2 separate regions of the Mus musculus genome follow, and region 2 is linked to region 1. The links are chromatin contacts, called in public Hi-C maps. All regions are on one chromosome and are shown on one strand. The core of a region is the stretch at or near the end of the contact, and the rest is flanking DNA. Distances in the headings are between cores, read along the strand shown.

What was found. A called contact is a pair of places that touch in the nucleus more often than the background predicts.
Region 2: a contact with region 1 is called in a Hi-C map of myocytes, with 3 times the contacts expected there. The contact joins two enhancer-like sites. A contact is called at or near these places in 8 of 484 Hi-C or Micro-C datasets (the AtT-20 cell line, LSK cells, cerebellar granule neurons and 4 more) and 2 of 9 other capture datasets (adipose tissue and liver).

The regions. Positions count from the first base shown.
Region 1 is chr4:8,863,471-8,868,854 of GRCm38.p6, forward strand. It overlaps Chd7 (chromodomain helicase DNA binding protein 7), which reads left to right. Exons shown (of 38, transcript NM_001277149.1): 36 at 439-579; 37 at 731-835; 38 at 2,268-4,979. The coding sequence ends at 3,185. Among named protein-coding and RNA genes, the nearest start is that of Gm46842, 45 kb to the right of the region's middle. Within about 2 kb of position 2,576, at least 33 of the 459 cell types and tissues checked have an H3K27ac peak or open chromatin away from gene starts, as enhancers often do. A contact at or near this core is called in muscle stem cells and myocytes, where this site is marked.
Region 2 is chr4:8,943,394-8,948,777 of GRCm38.p6, forward strand. No RefSeq gene overlaps it. Among named protein-coding and RNA genes, the nearest start is that of Gm46842, 35 kb to the left of the region's middle. Within about 2 kb of position 1,993, at least 20 of the 459 cell types and tissues checked have an H3K27ac peak or open chromatin away from gene starts, as enhancers often do. A contact at or near this core is called in muscle stem cells and myocytes, where this site is marked.

The DNA.
Region 1 (5,384 bases), core at 1,326-3,825:
TCACACCTCCAGCCTGTCACAGAAACTTTAACTGAGAGTCTCACTTAAGGAGACTGCCAGACGCCTGGCTCTTTAGAGCACTTGTTGCTCTTGCAGAGGACCTGAGTTCAGCTCCCAGCACCCATTTATAACTCAAGTCCCAGGAGAACCGATGCTCTCTGCTGACCTCTGGGGGCACCAAGCACATGCATACATATAGACAAAACACTTGTACACACACACAAATAATAAATCATAGAATAATCTTGAGTATCTTCTCAGAGAGTGCCTGTTGGGTAGACCAGTCAGTGCTGGGAGATACTTTCTCAGAAAAGTTCAGTTTCTGCGAAATGCAAATGATTGTTAAAATTTAACAGCGCATGTGCCTATCCTTAGGCGTTTATAGGAAGGGGCCAGTACCAAGTACAGCCTCATTAAATACGTCCTTTTCTTTTGCAGAAGAACACAGACGTGCTGTTTTCCTCGTTTCAGAAACCGAAACAGAAACGACATAGATGTCGAAATCCTAATAAATTGGATATTAACACTTTGACAGGAGAAGAAAGGGTTCCTGTTGTTAACAAACGAAATGGGAAGAAGGTAAATGCTGGGGAAGGGATGGGCAAGGATGGCAAATCACACTTCTTCTAGAACCTGTGTGTGTTCCTGCGGACACCGAAAAAGGGAGCTGAGGGGAGTGGGGAGGGAAACGTCCATGATGTTCAGTTGTTCACCGGATGCATATTCCCAGATGGGTGGAGCCATGGCCCCTCCAATGAAGGACCTGCCCAGGTGGCTGGAGGAGAACCCTGAGTTTGCTGTCGCTCCAGACTGGACCGATATAGTCAAGCAGTCTGTAAGTACACAAAAGAGATGCACATAAAACTGTGTGCCTAGGTGCTCAGTGTCCCATTGGCTAGTAATTATTCAGTTGTGACTTAATCCCAGCTTACAGAGTTGTCATAAAGCATCATTTTCTTACATTATTTCAGTGTGTTGTATTTTACACACACATCATTAATTGGGAATGAGCTGATTGTCAGTTCTGATTTAAAAATACCGTGTGAGAACACCTACTCCCAACCCTCTTAGAGGTGGACTTACTCCAGGGAAACCGGTCTCACAGTGTCTTCAAGATGGAACTTGTGCTGGATGGGAACGTTAAGATTATTAGCTGTGATAGCCAGTTTTAAAATAGACATAGCAATTCTGCATAAAATTTTATCATTATTAGTTTCTTTCAAGACAAATTAGTGGCATGCTTACTGGTTTTGTTTAAATAATACAATAAAATTGCCTCTAGCCATGTGTTAGGACCCAGTTTTGTGAAGTGGTACCTTCCTAATCACCTATCTGAGGTCCTTGTATATATGATTCCACCTTTGTAGCTCTGACTGCTACTATCTAGTCTCCATTCCTAATGGTGTGTCTTTCGAAACTGGGTAAAATGGAAGTGGGAACTCTGTAACCTGAGACTGTGGCTTTCACTGAGTGTTCTCCAGTCCCAGAATGGAGTATTATCAGGGGTCTGCTGCTCCTTGCTGTACAGCGTGCTAGTCCATGCTCAGCTACCATGTGTCATTCCCTCACCCATGGAAAGACCTCTGGGGTTTTTCACATTTGTGAATTTATTAGTGAAACAACTATAAATGTTTACATGCAGGTTTTAGCGTGTAGCTTCTCATGGGGTGGGGGTGGGGGTGGGGGTGTTACACATGTGAGTTTAACTTACTCAATTTTTCTACATTGTTAACAAATTTTTCTTATTCTTAGCTATATTTGAAATATCTAGAATGTCTTATAGTCTATGCAACTCTTTTGTGATACTGTTTTATCATTTTTTTCATACAAAACCTTTTAAAATTGGCATATTTATTTGGCAATTAATTGACAAATGAAAGGTCATTTGCACTTGATGCTTATGTTGTACACGTGCACATCACGTACTGATTACACCAGTCAATCAGCCACTGTCTGGAGTGTTGATCCTTAAGTTAATTATGAATACAGCTACCTTGGCATTTACTTCAGTGGTGGAGTAACCTTGAACAGCTTTTTCTGCAACTCAGCACAATTCAGCAAGCGAAAATAATGGTTAAAAAAAAGAAACAAAACAAAACAAAAAAAACCAGGACCTGTGCTTTCCCAAGTTCTTACTTTAAGCTTTTAGAATGGAAGCAATTGCTTGCATAGTTAGAATGTTGGTGTGGAGCTCCAAAAGGCCCACGTTGGCAGTAAGTACTCTGACCCGGCCTCTACAGCTGTTGTCTGCTTTCCCTGTCGTCCAGGGTTTTGTTCCCGAGTCAATGTTTGACCGTCTCCTCACTGGACCTGTGGTGCGGGGAGAAGGAGCCAGCAGGAGAGGACGGAGGCCCAAGAGCGAGATCGCCCGAGCAGCCGCGGCGGCTGCTGCTGTCGCCTCTACTTCAGGGATCAACCCTCTGTTGGTGAACAGCCTGTTTGCTGGGATGGACCTGACAAGCCTTCAGAATCTCCAGAACCTCCAGTCCCTCCAGCTGGCAGGGCTCATGGGCTTCCCTCCAGGACTGGCCACAGCTGCCACCGCCGGAGGCGATGCGAAGAGCCCCGCCGCAGTGCTGCCCCTGATGCTGCCAGGGATGGCGGGCCTGCCCAACGTGTTCGGCTTGGGCGGGCTGCTGAACAACCCTCTCTCAGCTGCTACTGGAAACACCACTACTGCTTCAAGTCAAGGAGAGCCAGAGGATGGCACTTCCAAAGCGGAAGAGAAAGGAAACGACAATGAAGACGAGAACCGAGACTCTGAGAAAAGCACAGACACCGTTTCGGCTGCTGACTCCGCGAACGGATCTGTTGGTGCTGCTACTGCCCCGGCTGCGTTACCCTCCAACCCGCTGGCCTTCAACCCTTTCCTCCTGTCCACCATGGCCCCAGGCCTCTTCTACCCATCCATGTTTCTACCTCCAGGACTGGGGGGATTGACACTGCCTGGCTTCCCAGCACTGGCGGGACTCCAAAACGCCGTGGGTACCAGCGAAGAAAAGGCTGCTGACAAGGCCGAGGGAGGGCCCTGTAAAGACGGAGAGACCCTGGAGGGCAGCGATGCCGAGGAGAACCTGGACAAGACTGTAGAGTCCTCCATCTTGGAAGACGAGGTTGCACAGGGTGAAGAGCTGGACTCCCTCGAAGGCGGGGATGAGATAGAAAACACCGGAAACGACGAGTAACAGCAGCAGCAGTTCCACTGAAAGTGTTGAAAACTGTTGACAGGTGGTAGTCCTACTGTTTACACTCACAGTTAATGTTCATACCTAGTTTTATAAGCTGTTCTGTAACATAGTGTAGCAAAAAAAGAAGAGAAAAAAAAAAGAAAAGAAAGAAAAAAAAAAGGAAAAAAGTCCAAGTCATGTTATGCAGGTGTGTCCGAAGGTATCTTGGTCATAAGTATTGTGCAGTGCATTATTTATTATCCCTAGGAAGGATGAAATTTGAGAGGTGATCATGTCTTTTTAAGGAAACTTACATAATGCTCTGCTTTTTTCTTTGGGTACCACTGGTATTATAATAAAGAGCAATCTGTAACAGAGCGGCACTAGTGGAAGGAAGTGCTACTCAGAGGACGTATGAAGTTATATATTTAATTTTTTAATTTTAATTTTTTTTGCTGTGAAGGTCAAGATGAAATTTACCATACATATCATCCCTTGTTCATTCGTCTCCCTTTCTGACTTTATGGGGGTTCCCACATTTGCATACACACATCCATACACTCTGACAATCTCCACGTTAGTGTGAACGCCTCTGTCCCGAGGCTCAGCAATAATCAGGCAGCTGTTGAATGTGAAGGGTCCCTTTGGAAAACTAACCTTCTGGGAGGGTTCTTGCCAGACAACTGCAGTTCCATTGGCTTGTGGTCTTGTGATGCACTGGTAAAAACTAAATAAATAGAAGAGTAAATAGAAGATTGAGAGAAGTGAGAATCAGGTACCTTTTTTTTTTTTTTAAATTAAAGGACTTTGTTACTTTAGCCACAAAGCTAAAACAGCATTACCTCAGCTCTGAACTAGCCTTGAAGTTTACAGACAGGACTTTGTAAATGTTTTTCTTTGTTGTGATGTCCTTTGATTTTTTTTTTCTCTGAAAACTGCTATCATGTAAGATAAAATGTAAATTTCTGCCAACTGTAGTAATGATGCTTTTAATAAAAGTGACCCATGATATGCAGAGATGTAGTTATAGAATGCAGTGTACAGGGGAGCTGGTGTCCACTTTTTTTTTTTTTTTTAATTCGTAATAGCTGCAAATACAGCATTCTGGCATTCGGACTTTGCTTACCGTGTCTTCTCATGCTAGATTAGCTGTTAGTAACACACACTAGTTGTCTCCAAGACCAGATGGACAGGAAAACCTTGAATTACCACCTTCATGTAATTCCACGCCAGATATCTCAGCAGACACATACACACACACAAACCTCTTATTGCTCCCCTGAAAGGGCATCTGAGAGTAGGGCTCCTGAAAATGTGTGCAGCCTGTGATAATGGGGCACACAGTAGACAAAAGGGCAGAAGAAAAATGAGGCTTTAATAGGCACACTATCTAGGTCATTTATCCTTGGATAATGGGAAAAAAACACAATGTCGTAGTGTCAGCAAGGGACACAAAGGCATTCTGGTGTCCTGCAGACCAGAGCTTGATATCAAGAGCCAGTGTGTGGAAAAACCCACGTGGAACTAAAATGGACCCATTTAAGTGTGTGTGTGTGTGTGTGTGTGCGCACGCATGCGTGCACATTCACGAGCATGAACTCACATTCACCCAGTCTCAAGGACTACTAGATTATTAAATCCTTTATTTGTTTTCTACAATAAGGTTTAAATTATAAGACCTTTTTCTATGTCATTTCAGCAAACCCTATTTCCATCTAAGAAAGGAGTGATATACATGGAATTGTGCTTGTCTTTTACCTTCCCATACCCCCTTTACACACCAGTACATACCAGTGCACACACAGGTTATCCTCTACAGGGGACAGGCCAGCCTATCTAAATTCCTTTTGGACAGTGAGATTCCAGCTGACTTGTGTATCCAAGATGAAAATATGCCTATATGACTGGAAGAGGAGAAACTTGAAGCCACAAGAGTGGCAAAATCTTGAAGGCTAACCAGCCTGTGCTCGGTTAAGCAAGTGCCTTCTGAAATGGCCTCCTTTGACCATGGAAGTGAAGCTAGATCTGCGGGGAGCAGAGACCTTAAATGTTTAACGGAAACGCTTGAGTAGGGAGAGCTGGTTCAATAAACTGCATTACCAAAGGGTCTCTTCCTAAAATTCTGTTTACTGGAAAGTTCCTTGTCAGCTTCTGTGAACAGGGATGAGTGTGACTCTGTCCCTGACAGCACTGAGTGTCTCGAGTGATGCTGATCTT
Region 2 (5,384 bases), core at 743-3,242, 79 kb after region 1:
CTGGAAGGTGGAAGTGGGGTTGAGGGTAGGTCAAAAAGTTAATATGTCAACGCTCTGAGGGTGATGGGAGGAGAAACTTGGTGATATTAAAGGTGATTTGAATTTAGATTTTTTGGAAGAATAAAAGCATTCTTTTATATATCTGCAATAGATGATAACAATTAAATAAGTCACACATGAATCACTGGAAGTGGAATGAGGGCAAAGACCTATTAGATCATACAGCCAGTTCCCTAGAGAACGCGGACTTATTCTCTACAGTGTGCTCAGGGTGCTTTGTACAGCCTTTGAAAGACTTGAGCAATTGAGGCCTTCGATTATTTCCCGAGGGAAAGGCTTTCCTTTATAAAGGGCCTCAGTGTTTTCCTCCTTCATCTGAGGTTTCCACTTTAAAACAACAACAACAAAAAAACTTATTTACATGATGCACACAAAATCATTTGCAACGGTGAAAGCAAATTACGTGTACTGTTCTCCCAGAAAACAATATGCCCTTGGCCGCCTTCTGTGTGCTGCCGTTTCTGATTTTTACACCTGTTTTCCACAGTCCTTGGAGGAGTTGGCAGGGATGCATCCTCTAGAGGACTTCCTAGTGACTCCCACTACCCGAGACTCAGCATTTCATCATTTGAAACTGAGAAGAGAGTTCTGCTCAGACTGTCCACATCTTTGGATAAAGAACACTCTGGTCATCCAGGAAGCATTAAGTACTTAGCATTCCTTTCTCTTTGGAACAGACTTGTCTATTCTGTGCTCTTTGCATCAGAGAGGCTGATCATTAAGGGCTCACCAACGAGCTCTGGGACAGACAGACACCCTGCCCCAAACCCCAGGCAGGGGCTGGAGTCCAGCGAGGACAGGGACGATGCGATGCGTGAACCTTTCTGTGGAGTTGCTATCCTTTGTTAACACAAAGGACTTTTCAGTTCCAGAAGGTCAGAGTTTATGAGATTCCTTTTTCTTTGTTTTTTTCCTTTCTCTTCTCTTTCAGATTTTATAGTTTGAAGATGCTGGTTATAGACCCTGGAAGTGATTAGGAGAAGGTATTAGGAATAACCTACTTTATGGAAATGGAGATTGTGATTTGCAGACCTCAGATCTATCCCGACTGTTGGGGAGAAGTGGAGTCAATGTTCCCGGGCAACAGGTTTCCAGCCTCAGTGGCGTGGCAGACATAGGGATGATTTTGACGTTGAAGGATTGGGGTAAGGGCTGTGGCATAGGAAGAAGTGAGCCCAGCGAGAGTGTAGGACAATGGGACCTCAGAGAGCCCAGGGCTGGAACCTTCTTCTAAGAAAGTTGAACTTGAAGGGTAGATACCAGGGGAGGAAAACAAGACAGAAATAGAAGAGGAAAAGGCAGTGGAGGGAAAGCAACTTGAGGGTGGCAGAGAGCGAGAAGGCCGCTGGTGGGGAGCAAGCGCGCCTTGGAACCCTTTTCTGCTTGCCAGCTTTTAATCTCCAGAGAGGGCACTGTCCTCATCTTCCCGACAAACTCACCATGGCTCAGAGACAGTGGTGTCCTCTCCTAGGCTATGTAGCCAATGAGAGAGCTGGGATTTCGATCTCTTCAAACCCTTTGGAAGAGAAAGTGATTCGGGAAGCTGATATCTGTAGGGGTCGCATAATTCGGGAAGCCGAGGCCCTCCCAGTGACCAGAACCTCTGTTTTCCATAATTATGGTATGGAGAAAGGGACAGTAGTGCCTCAGTTTATTGGAAAGAAGAGAAACGGTCCCCTTCGAAGCCATCAGCTCTTTAAAGTCTTAAAATGACTCATATTGCATCGACTTAGTGCCTCCGGAGTCTCATCATTCCTACCAGGGCTGAGCCAGCCAGGCCTGCGGGCGCCAAACTCAGCCCGTGGCCATGGGCAAGGCAAATATGTAGCTTTGTGGTCATGGCCTTCCAGCAGGCATGTGAAATATGGGAAACATGAGAACAGCCTGTACCTCAGAGGAGGGAGGAGGCATGCGAAAGGCAAAGGAGTGGCAGACACACTGGGGGCGTGTACCAAGCGTGGTTATTCCTTCCACTGGTGTGATGTCTGTGCCTCTTCTCTCAGGCCTTAGTCAGTCAGAATGTTATTTCTGTCACATCTACTCAATGCCACCATTACAGGGCCAGAACAGCCATCTTTGAGCAAATAGGCAGAGGCATGGTGCAAAAAAATATTGTGCCTCCATCTTAGCCTTTCCAGTCACTACACTAAAAACATGGAATGGTGGGCTGTTTTTTTTCTCATCTAGCACAAAGCCATATATATATATATATATATATACACACACAAAGATACATACATACATACATACATACACACACATATATAAGGCGCTGGCAGACTTGCTTTCTGCTGGGGATTCACTACTCTGTCCATAGATCGTGCTAAGGAAAGGACAGAGCATCTCTCTTGAACCTCTTTTATGAAGGCACTAATCCATTTTATGAGGGCTCTACCATCACACACTAATCTCCCCCCAGTGTTCCCACCTCCGATTCCAGAGCATTGGAGGCAAGGTTTCAGCATGTAAAATTTGGGCCATGGCATGACTGAAACTCAAGTTTCATGTGATTATCGCTTGCCTCACAATATTCTTAGAAATTTTTCAAACATTAGCACAGTCTAGAAAGCCATCTTGGATCCAAGCTGCACCGAAACAGGCAGTGGGTTGTAACCGACACAGGCACTAGGTTTCTGACCGCTGTGAACAGGTTGCTTCTAATCAGAAATTTCTTTGATTGTGGGTCTCATTCAGTATGTTTTTGGTTTTTTTAATGCGGTGGTCAGAATTAAGCACCTCTCTTCCCTTTTCCCCTGTTTACTGGCAGCATCTATTTTGTAGTCTCCAGCTATGGATGCTCTTCACCTTAGGACGGGTGACATCCTGATAAACCCTTGGTGAAACTGAGTCCATCTCAAGCTGCAAGCATGCAATACTTGCCCACCAAACATTCTGACTGGGCTCAGAACATTGACCTGCAGTTGGGCAAACTCATCTAGCACAAAGCCTAGTTTATAAAAAAAAAAAAATTGGTGAAGGTTTCATATAATGTATGTAGTAGAGTACTAAAACAAAACATGGTGGGGAATTGGACAATACACAGGAATTTTAAATATTATAAATCAAACCAGGATACACTGAGAATGCTTCCATCTTCAATGTGAGCATTTAATGATGTGATATGGAAAAAGCGTGGTCAGATGAGTGCCTGCATAGTAACTGGCTCTCTTTCCCTTCCTCTGTTCCCCCAGGCTGTGCTTGGAAGCTGCCCTCAGCAATGCTGAGTGAGGCCTGCCTTCCATGGAGGTGAGGGGCAAGCTTCACTTGGCTTTTGAGACAAAGGAAAACTGCAGGCAACCTGGTCAGGGACTCTTCTGTTTATGGTGAGGGATATCTAAAGAGAAAACATGAGGCGAGTGACAGAAGTGATACCAGTAGCTTCTGTCAGGAAAACCTCAGGCTGCCCACTGGAATCAAAGGAAGCAGCAACAAGCCTGTGCCCAAGCCTCTGTGGAAAGCCACAGAAGACCTGCGCAGCTCTGTTCTAGTGAAGATGTTGGCACGTTCATCTGACTGGCGCTCTCATCTTAAAAAACAGACGAGCTTACTCTGGGAAGTCAGGAGAAGGAATCTATAATTCCATCTATATTGCAAAATCATAATATAATATCTTAGCTTCCTTCCTTCCTCCCTCCCCTCCCTCCCTCCCTCCCTCCCTCCCTCCCCTCCCTTCCCTCCCTCCCTCCCTTCCTTCCCTCCCTCCCTCCCTTCCCTCCCTCCTTCCTTCCTTCCCTCCCTCCCTTCTCTCTCTCTCTCTCTCTCTCTCTCTCTCTCTCTCTCTCTCTCTTTTGTGTAATGCTCTGTGTATGCATGTTTGTTCTCATCTCTTTATGCTTGTGGGGAGGACAGTGGAAGATGTTGGGTGTATCGCTGTATCACTTATTCCTTTGAGATGGTGTCTTAGGTAGGACTACTATTGCTGCAATGAAACACGGTGACTAAAAAGCAAGTCAAAGAAGTTTTTCTTACACCTCCATATCATTGTTGGTCATTAAAGGAAGTCAGGACAGGAACTCAAACAGGGAAAAAACCTGGAGGCAGGAGCTGATGCAGAGGCCATGGAAGGTGCTGCTTCCTGGCCTGCTTCCCCTGGCTTGCTCAGCCTACATTCTTAAAGAACCTAGGAGACCCACAATGGACTGAGCCCTGCCCCACTGATCACTAGTTAAGAAAGTGCCTCACTAGGAGCTTGCCCTCATGGTATGGGCAGGCAAGGGAGAACGGGTCCTGATACTTGCTGGTCACTTGCTGCAGACAGGAGTGCTGGGCTTGTCCCTCTCCTGGGCAAAGCTGGCCCTGGTGGCATGGGTATGGAAGAGCAGCCAGCAGACCAACAAGGCTACTTACTACCCGGCCCAGTTAACAGAATTTTGAGTTATCCCACCCCAACATCTACACCATCTATGAATTGTTGGACGCATGAAGGGGCCAGTCCTGCAGCAGACCCAAAACTACAGGGTCTCCGTGACACAGGGGCAACAACAAGGAATCTAAGAAGAGTCCCTGTGAAGATCCAATATTTCTGGTGTAGCAGAAGGCAGAGGCCTCAAACTAGACCAATACAATAACTAATTAGAATGAACATTTGCAAGTGAACCTGTTTGAACAAAAGGCTATACTGTGGGACACACTATAAAGTACACTGCAAGATGGATTTGTTGTTGTTGTTGTTGCTGTTCTGTTTTGTTTTGTTCTTCCATTGGACAAGGGATATTGCAAGGATAGATATAGAGGGATGGGAAATAAGTGAGAAGGGATGCATGATGTGAAATTCACAAAGAGAAAAAAGATAGGAAAATGAAAGAAAGAGAGAAAGAAAGGAGGAAGGAAAGAAGGAAAAAAAGGAAGAAAGGAAGAAAGAAAGGAAGAAAGGAAGAAAGGAAGAAAGGAAGAAAGGAAGAAAGAAAGGAAGGAAGGACGGAAGAAAGGAAGAAAGAAAGGAAGGAAGGAAGAAAGAAAGAAAGAAAGAAAGAAAGAAAGAAAGAAAGAAAGAGAGAAAGAAAAGGAGAAAAATAAAATGCCCGGACTTACGGCAGCATCCTCTCAGGTGAGGTTCCTTCCTTTCAGATAACTCTAGTTTGTGTATCAAGCTGACATAAGACCAGCCATCATAGAAGGTTTCTCACTGACTGGGCAGTACACTGGCTGGCCTTAAGCCTCCATGGCTGTCTAGTGCTACTGTTCTGAGAATAGCTGCTCACACCTGGCTTTCTACATGGATGCAGAGCAACTTAGAAAATAAATCATTTAATGTGGGGCTCATAGCTCCATAGGGCATCAAGTATTCAAACATATACATCTATGAGGCCTATTCTCAACTGTCA